Linked DNA regions of Mus musculus: regions 2, 3, 4 and 5 are each linked to region 1. A link is a contact called in public Hi-C, promoter capture Hi-C and targeted proximity ligation data. All regions are on one chromosome and are shown on one strand. The core of a region is the stretch at or near the end of the contact, and the rest is flanking DNA. Distances in the headings are between cores, read along the strand shown. Region 1 holds the start of Vps37c (vacuolar protein sorting 37C). Region 2 has its middle 8.4 kb from the start of Ms4a6d. Region 3 holds the start of Ms4a4c (membrane-spanning 4-domains, subfamily A, member 4C). Region 4 holds the start of Ms4a7 (membrane-spanning 4-domains, subfamily A, member 7). Region 5 holds the start of Fads3 (fatty acid desaturase 3).

Evidence for each region. Promoter capture Hi-C pulls out the DNA fragments that hold promoters and counts their contacts. Hi-C and Micro-C count contacts between places; a contact is called where the count stands out from the background.
Region 2: a contact with region 1 is called in a promoter capture Hi-C map of the HPC-7 cell line. A contact is called at or near these places in 4 of 39 promoter capture datasets (the HPC-7 cell line, hippocampal neurons, liver and 1 more), 2 of 484 Hi-C or Micro-C datasets (cortical neurons and pro-B cells) and 1 of 9 other capture datasets (adipose tissue).
Region 3: a targeted proximity ligation map of bone marrow-derived dendritic cells shows a contact between it and region 1, with 2.6 times the contacts expected there. A contact is called at or near these places in 1 of 39 promoter capture datasets (pre-B cells) and 1 of 130 datasets of targeted methods (bone marrow-derived dendritic cells).
Region 4: a targeted proximity ligation map of bone marrow-derived dendritic cells shows a contact between it and region 1, with 4 times the contacts expected there.
Region 5: a contact with region 1 is called in a Hi-C map of myocytes, with 4 times the contacts expected there. A contact is called at or near these places in 1 of 484 Hi-C or Micro-C datasets (myocytes) and 1 of 130 datasets of targeted methods (pancreatic cancer cells).

What each region holds. Positions count from the first base shown.
Region 1 is chr19:10,687,274-10,690,146 of GRCm38.p6, forward strand. It overlaps Vps37c (vacuolar protein sorting 37C), which reads left to right and starts at 1,462. Exons shown (of 5, transcript NM_181403.3): 1 at 1,462-1,706.
Region 2 is chr19:11,611,814-11,614,686 of GRCm38.p6, forward strand. No RefSeq gene overlaps it. Among named protein-coding and RNA genes, the nearest start is that of Ms4a6d, 8.4 kb to the left of the region's middle.
Region 3 is chr19:11,406,143-11,409,015 of GRCm38.p6, forward strand. It overlaps Ms4a4c (membrane-spanning 4-domains, subfamily A, member 4C), which reads left to right and starts at 1,519. Exons shown (of 7, transcript NM_029499.3): 1 at 1,519-1,625.
Region 4 is chr19:11,334,719-11,337,591 of GRCm38.p6, forward strand. It overlaps Ms4a7 (membrane-spanning 4-domains, subfamily A, member 7), which reads right to left and starts at 1,428. Exons shown (of 7, transcript NM_027836.6): 1 at 1,289-1,428.
Region 5 is chr19:10,040,060-10,042,932 of GRCm38.p6, forward strand. It overlaps Fads3 (fatty acid desaturase 3), which reads left to right and starts at 1,489. Exons shown (of 12, transcript NM_021890.3): 1 at 1,489-1,897. The coding sequence starts at 1,673.

The DNA of each region.
Region 1 (2,873 bases), core at 212-2,711:
CCTCAAGCAAGTCACCTGCAGGCACAGCTGTCGTCTGTCCTGATTCCTTTTGTAGTAGCTGTGCTAGAGGTAGGGGAGAGTGTGTGTGTGCAGGGCCTGGGTTGTGTCTCCAGCACAGCATAACACTGTGCACTTGCCAGGTAGAGGTGAGAGCTTACTCTTGACTACTTTGAGAGTTCTAGGACAGCACAGGGGACTTGAGACCTGAGTACCCAGGGACCCCATGAGGTAGTAAAGGGGAGGGAGTTCTGACCAATGGGGACAATGATGATCATTTTAGATCTAGAATATGAAATAGAAAAAGTGGGAGATCTTGATGAAATTCGATGACCCAAAAGAGAAACTTACAAGATGGAAGTCCCCCCTCAAAAATAAATAAATAAATAAATAAATAAAATTGCAACTCTGTTGACTGATTAGAACTTCTTGATTGTGGAAAGCTGGGATGTTACAGGGTCCAATTAACTGATAATTATTGTTATTCTCCTTAATAAATGTTGCTCACTTCTGTGCCTTACCTCATATCAATGTGATTATCGGGTAAACCTTTTGGGATGCACTAACTCAGCAGACCCCAAAGCTAAAATGTAATCAAATAGCACCTCAGACCCAAACAGAGATTTTCCCTAATTTCTCATTACCCACTGGCCTGATGGTCCCAGCAATGTATTTGTAAAATGCCTTGGGGTAGCCTTATTCTGTTACTGTACAGACTTCACAAAAGCACTTTTACATTGGAACATGTTATTTAAGGCAACCTGAACCTGTGTCCCATGTCATGGTCACTCTTTCTTGGCTCTCTCCTTCTCTTTGAGGTGAGATCCATTTTGGGTGGACAGAAGTCAGAGTCAAGTGAAGGTGGAGGCCTCTGACACTGAGCCTGGTATCACTTAGGGCCTTTGGACTTCTCGTTGTATGACCCAGCAATTACCATTTTGAAGAGGCCAATTTGTGCTGGTCTCTGCCACTAGCAACAAAAGTTCTAATGTATAACAAAGGGTGGCAGGGTTTTCTTAGGCTGGAAGCTAATCTAACCACTGCAGCCAAAGTGGAATGGCGTTCACCTCTCAGGGCTGGTTTGTTTCCATCCCTTCCTGAGGCTTGTCACTCTGGGCGAGTGAGGATGGATCAAGTCTGACGCTTACACACTCATCTACAGACGAGTAAGAGCAATCTACGGTCCTGACAAAGGGTGATTTTTTAGGAAAGCTCAGAGCTGTTAGCAGTGTCTGAAGGGGACTCAGGACCGCAGCCATTCTAGTCCTGAGGCCAAACTATAAAAAGGAGTGTGCGCAGCAGGCCGGGGATACCGTGGTGCAATAAGAGCCCATCTGGAGCCTCCCTTTGGAAGTTCCACGCTTGTCTCAGGATATTCAGAGCAAACGAAGGGACGCCTGCAAGTCTGCGCAGGCGTACTCGCAATGGGCGGAGTCCTACGGCGGGGGCGGGGCTAGGGGTGGTGCCTTCCCCCGCGCGGGCGGGGCCGAGTGGCCTTCCGCGGGTGTGGCGCCTGAAGCCACCAGCGTCTGAGTGCAGGTATCGTGGCCACCCCTAGGCCTACAAGGCAGGACACTCGGGGCGCGGCGGAGGGGCAGTGCGGCTCGTTCTCAGCTGGACGCGGGAGTAAGTCACATCCGGTAGAGGCGGGGCTCGTGGATCCCGGAAGTGCGGGCAGCGGCTGATTGCCCGCGGTAGCGGCGGCCCCGGTAGGTGAGCGCCGCTGGGGAAGGTCTCGGGCGGCGGCGGGCAGCGGCCTACCGTGCCGGGGGCGTTGCCGGCGAACTCAGAGATGGGTTTCCTGGCCGAAGCCGGCGATTGGGCGCGATGGGCGCGTGACTCCCCGCGGGCCTGCGCCCCTGCAGTGGGGTGGGAGGGATGGACGGTGGGAGGCTGTCCTCGCCGGTCGCCTCAGCCCCGCCCCCTCCCACCTATCCGCTAACGCCACGCAACCCTTCACCCTCTGTAGGAGTACCTTGTGGCCTTTGTGTCATTAAGAGCCTCTTTGCCCCTTGTACGGATTGGGAAACTGAGGCCTGTGTGTATTCTGACTTGCCCCTGCGATATAGTGGAGTTAGAGGGACTCTGGCCTTTGTCTTGCTGGCCTGTATCATTCCCCAGGTTAGCAATAGGTAAGGGTTCTTCCCCTTTCTTCTGGACCCCGACTTGAACTGTCCAGCATGGCTGAGCCATCCTTACTTCTGGGCCTTCCAGGTGTATGGTCCCAGCATGTGCCTGGTTCTGCTTTGTTTCTCCCCTCACAGCCGTTTAGGGGTGTTCTTTCACTTTTTTTTGGTGGGCCAAGACATTCCCAGAGATGTGTTTGAGTTACTGGTAGAGTGGACTATCATCAGGGTCACATTTCTTGAGTCCAGCCTATACCTTGTCAATCAGATTTGGGCTAGCCACCTTGAGCCAAGAAACTTCACGGATACCAGGGCTCCTTCATCGCTCCCTGCATATTTTCCAGGTGTCTCTACCAATAGCGTGCCACTCCACATTCAGTGACTGTCAGTCCTGCAGCTAGAAATGGTGGTGATAGAGGGACTTAGAAGGGAAAGACTCTTCTTTGCTTGGGGCCCAGGGAGGGCCCTGATCTGGGGATTGTGGAACTGAGGGCTGCTGGGTGAAATGGTGGACTCTGAAATGAGTCTTTGTTCTTGGCAGTCATAGTGCCCAGAAAAAAAAAAAAGCCTTTTTCGTAAGATTGTCTTGGAAATCTGGCCCAGTGCCTTTGTAATTTCCATTAAGTAGAAAACATGATGGAGTGCTTCAGTGGGGCTGTTTTCTGTTGCTGTTTTGCCAAGCAGTAGTTCTGATTGCTTGTGTGGCTGTCCTTGCTGGGTACTGTTTTGGGGGTGTTTTACACTGGTTAC
Region 2 (2,873 bases), core at 183-2,682, 920 kb after region 1:
AGACAGCCAGCCTCCTGTGGCTGTGTGCTTTTCCTTCCTGTAAACCTCATGCACTCTGAAGAGCATAGCCCCGACTTGCCCCAAACATTCACTACACAGCAGTGACACTACTACTGATCACCCACTGCAAATAATTTGTTACTTAACTGCAGACGCATTCCAGCCTGGATAAATCTACACACTTCTTTCAAGTAGTTAAACCACACTTTCTCCAGGAAACAAACCCATTCCAAATTTGTCCTTCCCCAGGATGAACTCAAGCCTCAGATGCCATCTCAAATTTCTGTTACTATTTATCATTTATACTTCAAGATGTTAAACATACCCTAATAAATCTACTCTGAGTTTTCTAATTGGCCCCAGACTATCAAAGGTGCCTTCTACTCCTCCTCTTTCTTTTCCTCCTTCCCCTCCTCCTCCTTCTCTGTGGGAGTGCACATGTGCAGCAGTACACAACTATGCATGAATGCAGAGGCCAGAGGCCAATGTTGAGATCTTCATCAATCACTGTCCACCTGTTACAGAATTTCAGGGGTGGAACCTTTGAATCTGGCAGGACTCTGGAGTGAAGGCACCTAACCTTTAATATAGCCTTTGTCAGTGATGGTTATCTGAGATTTTATGAGGCTATCCCTTGGAAGGTTTCTCAGAGCCTTTGCTTATCTTAGGTCAGAGACGACCTGGTGAACCACAGCTGAGACTTGCTTAGGTGATGATAACCCCTAGATCAGATAAGAAGTTTTGGTATGTGGAAATTGACTTGCTAAAAGTACATTTTGTGTAACAATAAACAGAGCTTCAAGGGTGCTGTTCTCAGGGTTCAGCACCTCAGAAGCTTTCCTCCCCTCTCCCCCACCCCCCACAGCCGCTGAGAAGCCTGAATTCATCCTATAGTGGCTCTCTTTCTTTGATAGATCATCCTTCCCATGTAAACCTACCAACACTGACACACCCTATATTTTGAGTCAGGCTGTCTCACCAGACCTGGAGCTCATCAATTTGACTACACTGGCTGGACAATAAGCTCCAAAGTCCCTCTTATCTCAGCATTCCCAGCTCCTCCATGTTGTATGTATGTGCCATGGGCATGGATATTTTATATGGGTTCTGGATAAGCTGAAATCAAGTCTGCCTGCTTGTGACATAGGCACTTAACTGCCTGAGGCGCCCCCAGACCACCCTTTGATTGGAAGAACACCACCAGAAAAGATGCTTAATCATAACATGATAGTGCTTAAATATTAAATATTTTAGAACATGAGGGGACATACTTATGTCCTATACTATGAACAAATGAGAAATAAAAGAGAAAAAAGGCAAAAGATCATATAAAAACATGAGATTATATATCTAATCAAGTTATGACTAAGAAAGGAAAAGAACCAGGAGAGATAACATTGCTTTTCAATGTGGTTCCTCTTTTGGAATAATCTACAGGAACACCTTTTCTAAACAGGAAGTAGAATTATCTTCACCATCATTATAATGAACACATAAAACCAGCCCAAGATGTAAAAGTTGGACAGGCATTATGCAACTTCACAAATGCCGCAGGACATTTTCACAAAGACACAGAAGAAAGACTACCTGGAAGCTTGGTGCTCACCATTTTTCTTCTTCTCTTCACACTAACCTCCTCAGTGCCAGCCAGAAACCCTTCCCTCTAGGGACAAGCATCTGTTTCCTTCCTGAGGCCCCATGGCATCCTGAATTTCCCTCTCTATGGTAAAGTTTTTAATGCAGTGACTGATAGGTAGGAAAGAAGGGGATACACAGATCACCAGTAAGAACTTAGAAAACATTATCTAATCCTCATGCTCACTTTTTTTTCCCTGTGAGGCCAGATGAACCTTTCTCATTCCATATTCTACCATATAGTAAATGGGCTACATGAGCAGGTTGGTATTTCTCATAATAGTTTGGCTAATGTTCTGGATGTAATTTATAGCGTGTAATCAAATATCATGTATCATATCAGGAGAGATTTGTCAGGGGAAAAAGAGAGAGAAAAGAAAAAAATGTACACATAATGAAAACATATTTGTTCTTGAGGGGTGGGAGGGGATGAGCTTTGCCGTGGCCAGGCTTGCATGAATTGCTGTTGCTGCCAAGATGGCTAGCCAAACAGCCTAGGTGAACATAATTGCCAGCTCAGCAGGAGAGCCTGTCTCACGGCAATGAGGTGGACAGCAATAGAGGGAGATAACAGATGTCTCAGTCTGACCTTAACACAGAGACAACACACACATAAAATAAAAATAAGTAAATAAATACTGTGTTAATAAAAATCTAGGCATTTAAAGCAGCACAATCCGCTGGCGTCTGGGAAAAGAAAAACAACTGCTTGGGTTTTCTACATTGTTATTACAGAGCGGAAGTCTCAAAAATATTGTGTGGGAACAGATGTTTAAGTGTGCACAGGAAGATAGCTAAAGAATGGTTGGATTTGGCGCTGCGTATATTTATCAAAATGAGCTCTCTACCCAGATCGGCTGAATATAATGTTTTAGGTTGGGGGTTAGGGAGGGCACTAACAGCTCATTTAGTTGACTGACTGGAATGTAGCTGAAAAGATAGTGACCTACTGTAAGCAAATTGTGGAGTGCCTGATATGTCCTGGGTTATAGTAAGGGAAGGGATTTGAAGGCTGTGCACTCCTAGGCTTGGCTGGTGTCTCCAAAAGTTAAGGTCTTTGACCTCAAACAGAATACACCACAAGCTTCCTTGATTCTGGAGGCTTGGAATTTAGACTAAACCACGCTACTGGTGTTCCAGGGTCTCCAGGCTGCAGACACCCTGTAATGTGACTACATAGCCTCTGAAACCATTTGAGTTGGCACCCCTAATTAACCCTCTTCTGTATCTCTCTCTCT
Region 3 (2,873 bases), core at 269-2,768, 720 kb after region 1:
CGTCTTTAAATTCATTTACATGATTGATTTATTATATTAATGAACCTGTGACGATTGAATCATTCCATGTTTTCTGGATACAGCCAATGTTGTCATGGTAGATAATCTTTTTTTAATATATGTTTGTATTCTTTTTGTTAGTATTTTATTGAGCATTTTTAGATCTATGTTCTTCAGGAAAATGACATGTAGTTTTCGTGTGTGTGTGTGTGTGTGTGTGTGTGTGTGTGTGTGTGTAATTAGAGTGACACTGGCTTCATAGAGGGTGGTCAAGAGTGCTCCTTCTGTTTTGGCAAAGAGCAGCTTTGACATCTAGGGTAAACTGGAGTGGGTCATAGAGTAGTCAATTGGTCATTCAACAGACTTTTATTAGAGGGAACACAGCTTGATTCTCTGGGGCTAGTGGAGGACTCCCTGGGGCTGGAAGAAAGACTCTGGGTCCAGTGAAACTTTCTGGAGTCAGCAAGAAAAAGGTGGGAAAGAATCACACAAACAGACACACGGACACACATACACACACACACACACACACACACACACACACACACACACACACACACTTGGTGGATGAATCAAGCATCAACTACTTCACCAATTACATACATACATACATACATACATACATACATTCATATATTTGTTGGGTGGAACAAAGCTCCAACAACTTTATTTTTTATCACACATCTTACGTATCCCAGAAAATCTTTCAAGACCTACAAAAATTACCCACATTCTATTTATATTTATTCATTGGTTCCTAATTATTCTATTCCACAGATGTGGGTCAATTACACTATGTTCTGAATTTTTTTGGCCTTGTAGCTTTTATAAATTACCAACTCCTCATAGAAACTTGACTGCAGTGAAGTGGAAGAATCTGGGAGCTTCTTCCTAATCAACTTGTGGTTGAAATTCTGGCCCTGCCACTTATTGGTGGTGTGATATCCATTCCTTCATTTTTTAAAAATGGAGCCAAGGATACAACAGACCAGATATTTCCCTAGGTCAGAAGGTATGTCGTAGGTCACAGTTCTAGGCCCCCAGGAGCCACCTGAGCTCTCCTGATTCATCTCTCTCCCTCTTTTGGGCTCTTCCTAGACTTTTGTCATTGTACAATGGATCATGCCTGTGTGTAAAGATACAGTGAGATCATGAAGTAATGTACTCAATGTACAATAGACAAGGAAATAATGCTCCTGCTGCTGTTCCTACCCAAATGTTTCAAACTCCCTTATTGCCTTCTCCTCCCCCATCCCACCCTTCTCCCATCAGTCATTATGGTTTGGGATGCTACACTGTAATAATATACCACAAATTGATACTTGTCTATATTCTCAATAAAAGTGTTATTTGCATTTCAAAATATTACCCATATCCATTTGTCTAAATGACAATAGTTTCTACCTTGAATCCTCAGAGTACACATCCACTCATGTATGATGGCTGAAGTGGGTGGGGAGGAAATGCCAGAAGCAAAAGGTTCTGCCTCTTAGTCAGTGGAGGGGAAGTCCTGGCACAATTAACCAGTCTGCTATCTACAAAGGGGGAACAGAGTCCTGTGAGAACACACAATCAAAACTTCTCCTGGAATAAATCATCTGACATCAGATCCTTCCCATTGTCTGGTTAGTACATCTTTTTATTTTATTGGAGGTTGAGGAATAAATTTTACTTAAAACAAGTTTTCTAAAGAAAAGACTTATGTTTTGTTCTGTAACATTTTATGATTAAAATAATCTGTTATGCACGGTTTAAAATATGATAAGGAGGTGAATATTTATAGTCCTTATTTTGTAACTTAAATATTTGAGTATTTAAAGTTTGATGTGCTCTCTCTACAATAACCTGTCATTGCTGATTATAGGGATGCCAATGGAGTGTGAGATATTGAAGTCCAAACAACATTTTTTAAAAGCATAGTAGGAAGAAACATAAGCATTGTCTGTTTTTTAATCTATTGGCATTCCTAAGAGTGTAAAACAAATGTCATACCTCATCTTTGAAAGCTTCTCCAAAGAAGCTCCAGCTTCTCCAAAGCTGCTTCCTAGAGCAGCTGAAGATCCAGAGAGCCAGGTCCTCCATCTAGAACCAGTCAAGCTAGTCTCACCTGTTCTTTCTCCAGGGTAATACAGACTACACACATAGCATGAGACTCTGGAGGATGCCAGAGGCCCAGGTGTTGGGGGGAAGAACATTGATATAACTTTGACATTGGTTAAAACATGAAATACCAGTATGGCCTATCAAAGTTGAGATGGGATCCATGGGGAGATAGATGCAATTATAATTTAGGTTCTTGACCCAACTGGGTGTAGAGTCAACTTGAATCTAAGTTGTTGAAACACCATTCAACAATGACCCTGGATCTTGATATCATTGGATGGGAAACATGGAATTATTCAGGTAATTTACCAGTGTGTGTGTGTGTGTGTGTGTGTGTGTGTGTGTGTGTATGGTATGTTGGAGCTTTGTTCCATCTACCATATGTATGTATGTATGAATGTATGTATCATGTATGAATGTATGTATGAATTTATGTATATATGTATGTTTGTATATATGTAATGTGTGAAGTTGTTGGAGCTTGTTGAAATTTGCTTCATTTACTAAGTACCCTAAGCATTCAGTTTCACTTTCCCTCAAAAGGCCATTTTCAGTTTCAGCCCTCAACACTCCTTGTGATATCTTGTGGAACTGTTCAGTGTGCCCCATACCTGTGCATGCTCTTCCTATCGGAGTTAATCCCCCCAGCTGGTGCCCTGTGGTTTATAATTATTTTCATGTTATTTGTTTTCTGGGAACCTGTACTTTGGAAGCCAGCACTGCAGTGGCTGCTTGTGTGTGTTGCTGGATCTCAACAAAGAAGGATCCCT
Region 4 (2,873 bases), core at 178-2,677, 650 kb after region 1:
TTAAAAAGAACATATAACAACAATGTCAGCTAAAAAGAAATATAGTTTGCATGAATCAAAATGTTCCTGACTCCCCAACAAATAATACGAAGTCACCAGTTTCATTCTTCTTTGTGTTCCTTTTCTCCTCTCTTCAGTTCTCTCTCCTCTTTATGTAAGATTTTACACAAATTATAACACTGTACAAATGGTCATTCCAACCATTTAGAATTCTTATCAATCTTTGACTAATTACAATAGCCTTAAGTATAAAAGGCAAACGTTATATTCTGACATGCTGCAAACATTGTTAAACCTCAAAAACAAAATCTTAAATGAAGTCAAGGAAGTCAGATGCTGCGTGGTTCTACTTATGAGGTACCCCTACTACTCAGTTTTGTAGAAAAGTAAAATGGTGGGGGAGGGGTGGGTGAAGAGCAGTTGTTTAGTGGATTGTCATGGGGGTGCCAAGCATGAATGAATCGAATGCCACTGAATCACACACTTCCAGTAGTTAGAACGCTACAGTTATGTAATTGGATTTTAAACTAGAATTAAAAATCCAAATGATAAATTCAAATGAATGCATTTCATTAGACTGAATGTATAATCATGGTCATTTTGGTTCCTTCTATTTTTGTTATCACTATGAACAATGCTGTAAGAAACACCTGTGCATTTTAAAACACATAGAACTTATGCTTATTTTATATGTTCAATTATCTATTTATGATAGCATATAGAGATGTATTTCCTGAATTTAAGCTATTCTTAAAATATGGCTATTTTGGAAGGAACTCTACATAATGATGTTTCTTACATTTTATAGTATGTCTGGCAACTGACACCATCACCTCCCAATCCAACTATGCTTTGTTCTTCACCATTCATTATGTTCACATGAAGTGGGAATGGCCCTTAGCTTTCGAAAAGAGTTCCAAAATCTCTTCTATTCAGGCAAACACCTCTGCACACAGTGCTTTTCTGTGTTGCAATGTTAGATTAGAACCATAGTTTCCAAGTTAAACATTTTCTCAAATGTCAGTCTTCTTTGAGAACATGTTTTATAAGACTAAGTGGCAAGAGTAGGGAAATTAAGGGAACTAACTATATAAGGTCATCACTTCAAATCTCAACTGATCTCAAAGGTGCTTTCCTTTTTGACAAGTAAGTAAACTGAGGCTTCAAATGGGCCTCACCAACTATTGCAAGTGGTCAACAGAAAAAACAGGATGAAAATCCATTTCCCAGACTGTCTATTTAGAGCACAACATCTCCCAGTGGTACGATTCCAACCCAAAGTTCCTACCTGTCCTCACAGCCCTGTCCTGTGTGCTGCAGCTCCTGGGCCTGCTCACTCTGCTCCTGGGAGAACTCAGACTCAACCTCTTACCAGCTGTTTCCTCCAGAAGTTGCACTGTCTGCCTTTGACACTCAGTCATTTTGTGTGCTTTCCCCGGAAGTACTCGTGATTACACAGGGTGTGAGTTTGCAGTAATTACAAGTAGTAGGAAAACGAAGAGCTGCTCTGCTTCCCCTTTCTGAAGTTTGAGGTTTGGAAAAATAACACAAAATAAAATCATCTCACGAAACAAATTTGGTCAAGTAGGGAACGATTCCTTGCATTTCTATATTGCATTAAGTCTGTCCCCTTCTGAATGAGAGATATTAGAATTCACCGTCTGACTTACAGAATTAATGAGGAAGGGAGTAAGGAGTTCATGAAAATCAGAGTTATTGGATTTGAGAACATTTGGACTTGAGAGAGCTTATTGATATGGAGATAATTTCCAGCTGGTTGGAAACCACTTTTAAAAGCGTAAACCTCAGTAGCAGCTCCCAAGGTTAATACTTGTTTCTTCCAATGGAGTATCACTGAATATACAAACCACACTCAAGGGAGTAGACGGCCATCACAAAACGAACTCCATGGTATTTTTGGAGATGTTTATCTCATAATGTTTTGCTTGGCCACTGTTTTTTTTTTAAACCTTAACTTGTATTTTGATTATCCTTATGGCATCTGATTTTTTTGTTTTCTGGCTTTGTTTGTGTGTCTCTCTGCATGTGTATGTGTTTCTTGTGATTTTTCTCTTTTATTTACTCTATTTCTCTGTTTGCTTTGTTCTATTCTGGTTTGTTTATTTACTGGCCTGTTTGGTTTCTAAAGAGAGAAAGACATGGAGTTGGAAGGGTGGGGAGGTGAAGATCTGGGAGGAGGAGAAGAAACAGTGGTCAGAATATACTGTAGAAAAGCAAATTTCTATTTTCAATAAAAATATTTTTAATTAAAATGAAGTATGTCTCAAAATAGCTCCAAAATAAGTTAAAAACAAGAACAAGCAGAAATCCAGTCCATACCTGTTGCATAAGTCTAAAAGAGGATGGCCTATAAGATGACAAAAGGAAGTAGAAGAGGAATACTATAGAGAGGAAGAGAAAGATGGAGATTCCAATGCCATGCTAGATGCTCATATACAACTAGTGTACTTGAAGCTAAAACTGTTATTGATATAAATCAGCATGGCTCCAAGAAGTTCTGAGCAGACAAACACGAATGGTCAGGCTTTATGTGTGCTGTAAGAATGACTTTGTTTCAAACCTGAGCATAAATTAATTACTTTGACTTGTTTGTTTTGTTTAGTTTTAATTCTACGCGATAGCACGAACCCTTTATTTGTAGTCTTGCTTTCTGTGGTTTCATTATCCACAGTTCACCACAGTATAAAATGTTCATAGATAGTTGTAAACACAAAGATTTGTTAGTTTTAAGTTTCCGTTCTGTGAAGTGTGGTGAAATTGTACCATAAGTGAGACAGACAGACAGAGAATTCAAGTTAACCACAGCATATTATAATTGTTCTCTGTATGTATAGGATATGTGGTACAGAGCC
Region 5 (2,873 bases), core at 239-2,738, 650 kb before region 1:
ATGGATTTTCCTTCTCTCTGAGTTCTGCAGCCTAAGATGGAACAGGAGTAGATTGGACATGTTCAGAAAAGAATTCTGGAAGTTTCCCAAATGTAAGACTGGACTGTGACACCCTCCTCACTCTCCATGGAGGCAGTGTGTACGTAGGCTGCCCCTGATGTCACCTCTCCTCATCTCACAGGTCCCAGGTATCTAACCAACATTCTTTAGAGTATTGCTCGCCTCTGCTTTCCTCCTTGTCCTGTGTATTTAGGCCTGTAATAGTTGCATCTGGAGTGAATGCTTTCAGCCTTTTTTAGTCTTATTGTTCCCTAAACAATGCAGTGAACAATTATTTATAGAGCATTTACATCACATTAGACATTATTAAGAATTCAGAGCTGACTTAAAGTGTATGAGGGGATATGTGAAGGTTACATGCATATACTGGTTTTTTGTAGGCAAGAAACACAGGTTGGTTTTGTTATCCACAGGGGTGCCTTAGAGGTCAGGTCACCTACAAATCCTTAGGTAGACCAAGAGGAAATGTTTGCACATTGGAAAAAATACACTTTAAGGTTCTGAAAAGATTTGCTCCCAACAAACAGGTCTGCCTCACCTTTCTGCCCTGAGTCACACTAGGGTGGTGTGCGGGAGTCTGTTTTAACTAGCCCTCAAGGAAATTCTGATGGACCTTCAAGTTTGCCAGTTGTGAAAGCTTTTAACTTTTAAGGAACTGATGTCTGTCTCAAAGAAACATCGTACAATTGGGAACGTAGTTACACTCTCAAGAGGATTTGAATTTAATAAGTCAAAAATGTGACACCATGAATGGGGAGAACTGGGAGGTGGTGACAAGCAAGCCACCCATTGCAGACTGGACCATTCTTTCATCTCCTGAACGGCAGACCTCCACGCAGCAGTGTCCTCTGCTCCTCCTCCAGTGGCCAACCTGGGCATCCCCAATCCTGCGTACAGCCAGGAGGAGAGGCCATCTGCTCCTGCAGATTGCTTTAGATGGCTTCCTCGCGTGGATATTGAGGGTTTACTGGGGGATGAGGTCCATTGTTTGGTGGCTGTTGACAGTCACCCCAAGGTAGTGTCCTCATTTCTAGCTACCTGGGATGCCTGGTTAAAGACCGGTGACGTCCCTAACTACATTTCTCAGCCTTTCAGGGCTCAGACTTGGGCTCATTTCGGGCCCCTGCGGGTGTGCCTGGGCGCAGCGGCCTGCAGGACTCCCGTGCGCGCTGGGTCCCCATCCCCCGCCTTCTCAGTTGAGCCGAGAGTCCGAGAAACTGGGGGGGGGGGGGGGCAGTGCCCCGGGGGCAGTGCCGGGCGTGGTGGCCCCAGGCCCTCGAGGGTGGGGCAAGCCCCTTCGCGACACCGCCCTCCCCGGGCAGCCAATAGATGTGGAGGCGCCGCGCCTGGATTGGAGCGAGAGCGGGACTGGCCAGCGCGGGGGCCGGGACGAGGGGCGGGCGAGGCGAGCGCTGTCAGCGCGGTTATAAGGGAGGGAAAAGTTCCCTGCGCGGAGAGCCGGGCAGGCGCACGCTCTTACGGCGGCCGCAGCGGCAGGGCGGGGCCGGTGGGGCGGGCGGAGGAAGACCCCTGATTGCCACCTCGCCTCCCTCAGTGTCTCTCTTAGACCTTGGTCACGTACCGGGGTCCGGAGGACTTGTGTACAGCGGCAATGGGCGGTGTCGGGGAGCCCGGAGGGGGACCCGGGCCGCGGGAGGGGCCCGCACCGCTGGGGGCGCCCCTACCCATCTTCCGCTGGGAGCAGATCCGCCAGCATGACCTACCAGGCGACAAGTGGCTGGTCATCGAGCGCCGTGTCTACGACATCAGCCGCTGGGCACAGCGGCACCCAGGGGGTAGCCGCCTCATCGGCCACCACGGTGCGGAGGACGCCACGGTAAGCTAACCCACAGCCGGCGGGGTGGAGCCTGGCACTAGCGGTGGAGAGGGAGACGTTGTTCATAGGCTTGGCGTCTCATTCCACCTGCGGACCTTAGCATCCTTTTTGCTCTTTCTGACCTTTGACCCCTTCCCTGGCTCCAGAGTTGAGATGGAGCCTGAGGGAAGGAGGTCTCTTTCTTTCACGGAGGATGGGCTGTTTGGGTCAGTCTGTGGAATAAATAGATCTCAGGGAAGAATGGGCCCCCAGAGGTGGGTGTGCCGTGAGGGGCAGATTCTGCCCCAGGTAAGTACCCTCACTGTTGTACTGAGGGTTTCTTTTCTGCTCTGAGTGTCACAGACTATTTTCTGGTGCTTCCAAGAGCCTGGGGCAGGGCTGGGTCCCTAGCGATAGGGACGTGCCATCAGAAACTGGGGGCTGGGCAGCAGAGCTTGGGCAGGGCCTGGAGGTCTGTGGCTTATCCAGCACTTGTGTAGACTGTTCTGAGGGCCAGTGACTCACCTCTGCTGGGCTGGCAGCTACACGTGGGAAGACTTTGCCAGGCTGGGTGGGCCTCCACGGGAAGCACAGTCACCCCAGTCACCGACTAGCCCCTGGGGACTCTGGCTTCCCATTCTCAGTCCGTGTCTAGACAAGAAGGGATGGAACTGGCCTGAAGGACTATCTGGCTAGAGCCCAGTGGTGAAGCAATTTCCCAGACCCTTCCTCCTTCAGTCCCACTCCATGGACAAAGGTTGAGGCCATGGTGCTCTGCCCTCGACTATCCAAAATTGTAGGTTAGTCACATTGGGTACCCGGAAGGTCTTTAAGACTGGAGGGAATGATTCTCTAGTGGAAGAACTTGGTGGCAGCAGAGGAGGTTCTCTGTGTCCCAGGACTGTCATTGTCCCTCTCCTCCCGGATTCACTCCAGGCAACTGAGAGGGATAAGAATGAGACAATTCCTGAAAATCATCAACCTGTGGGCCAGTGTG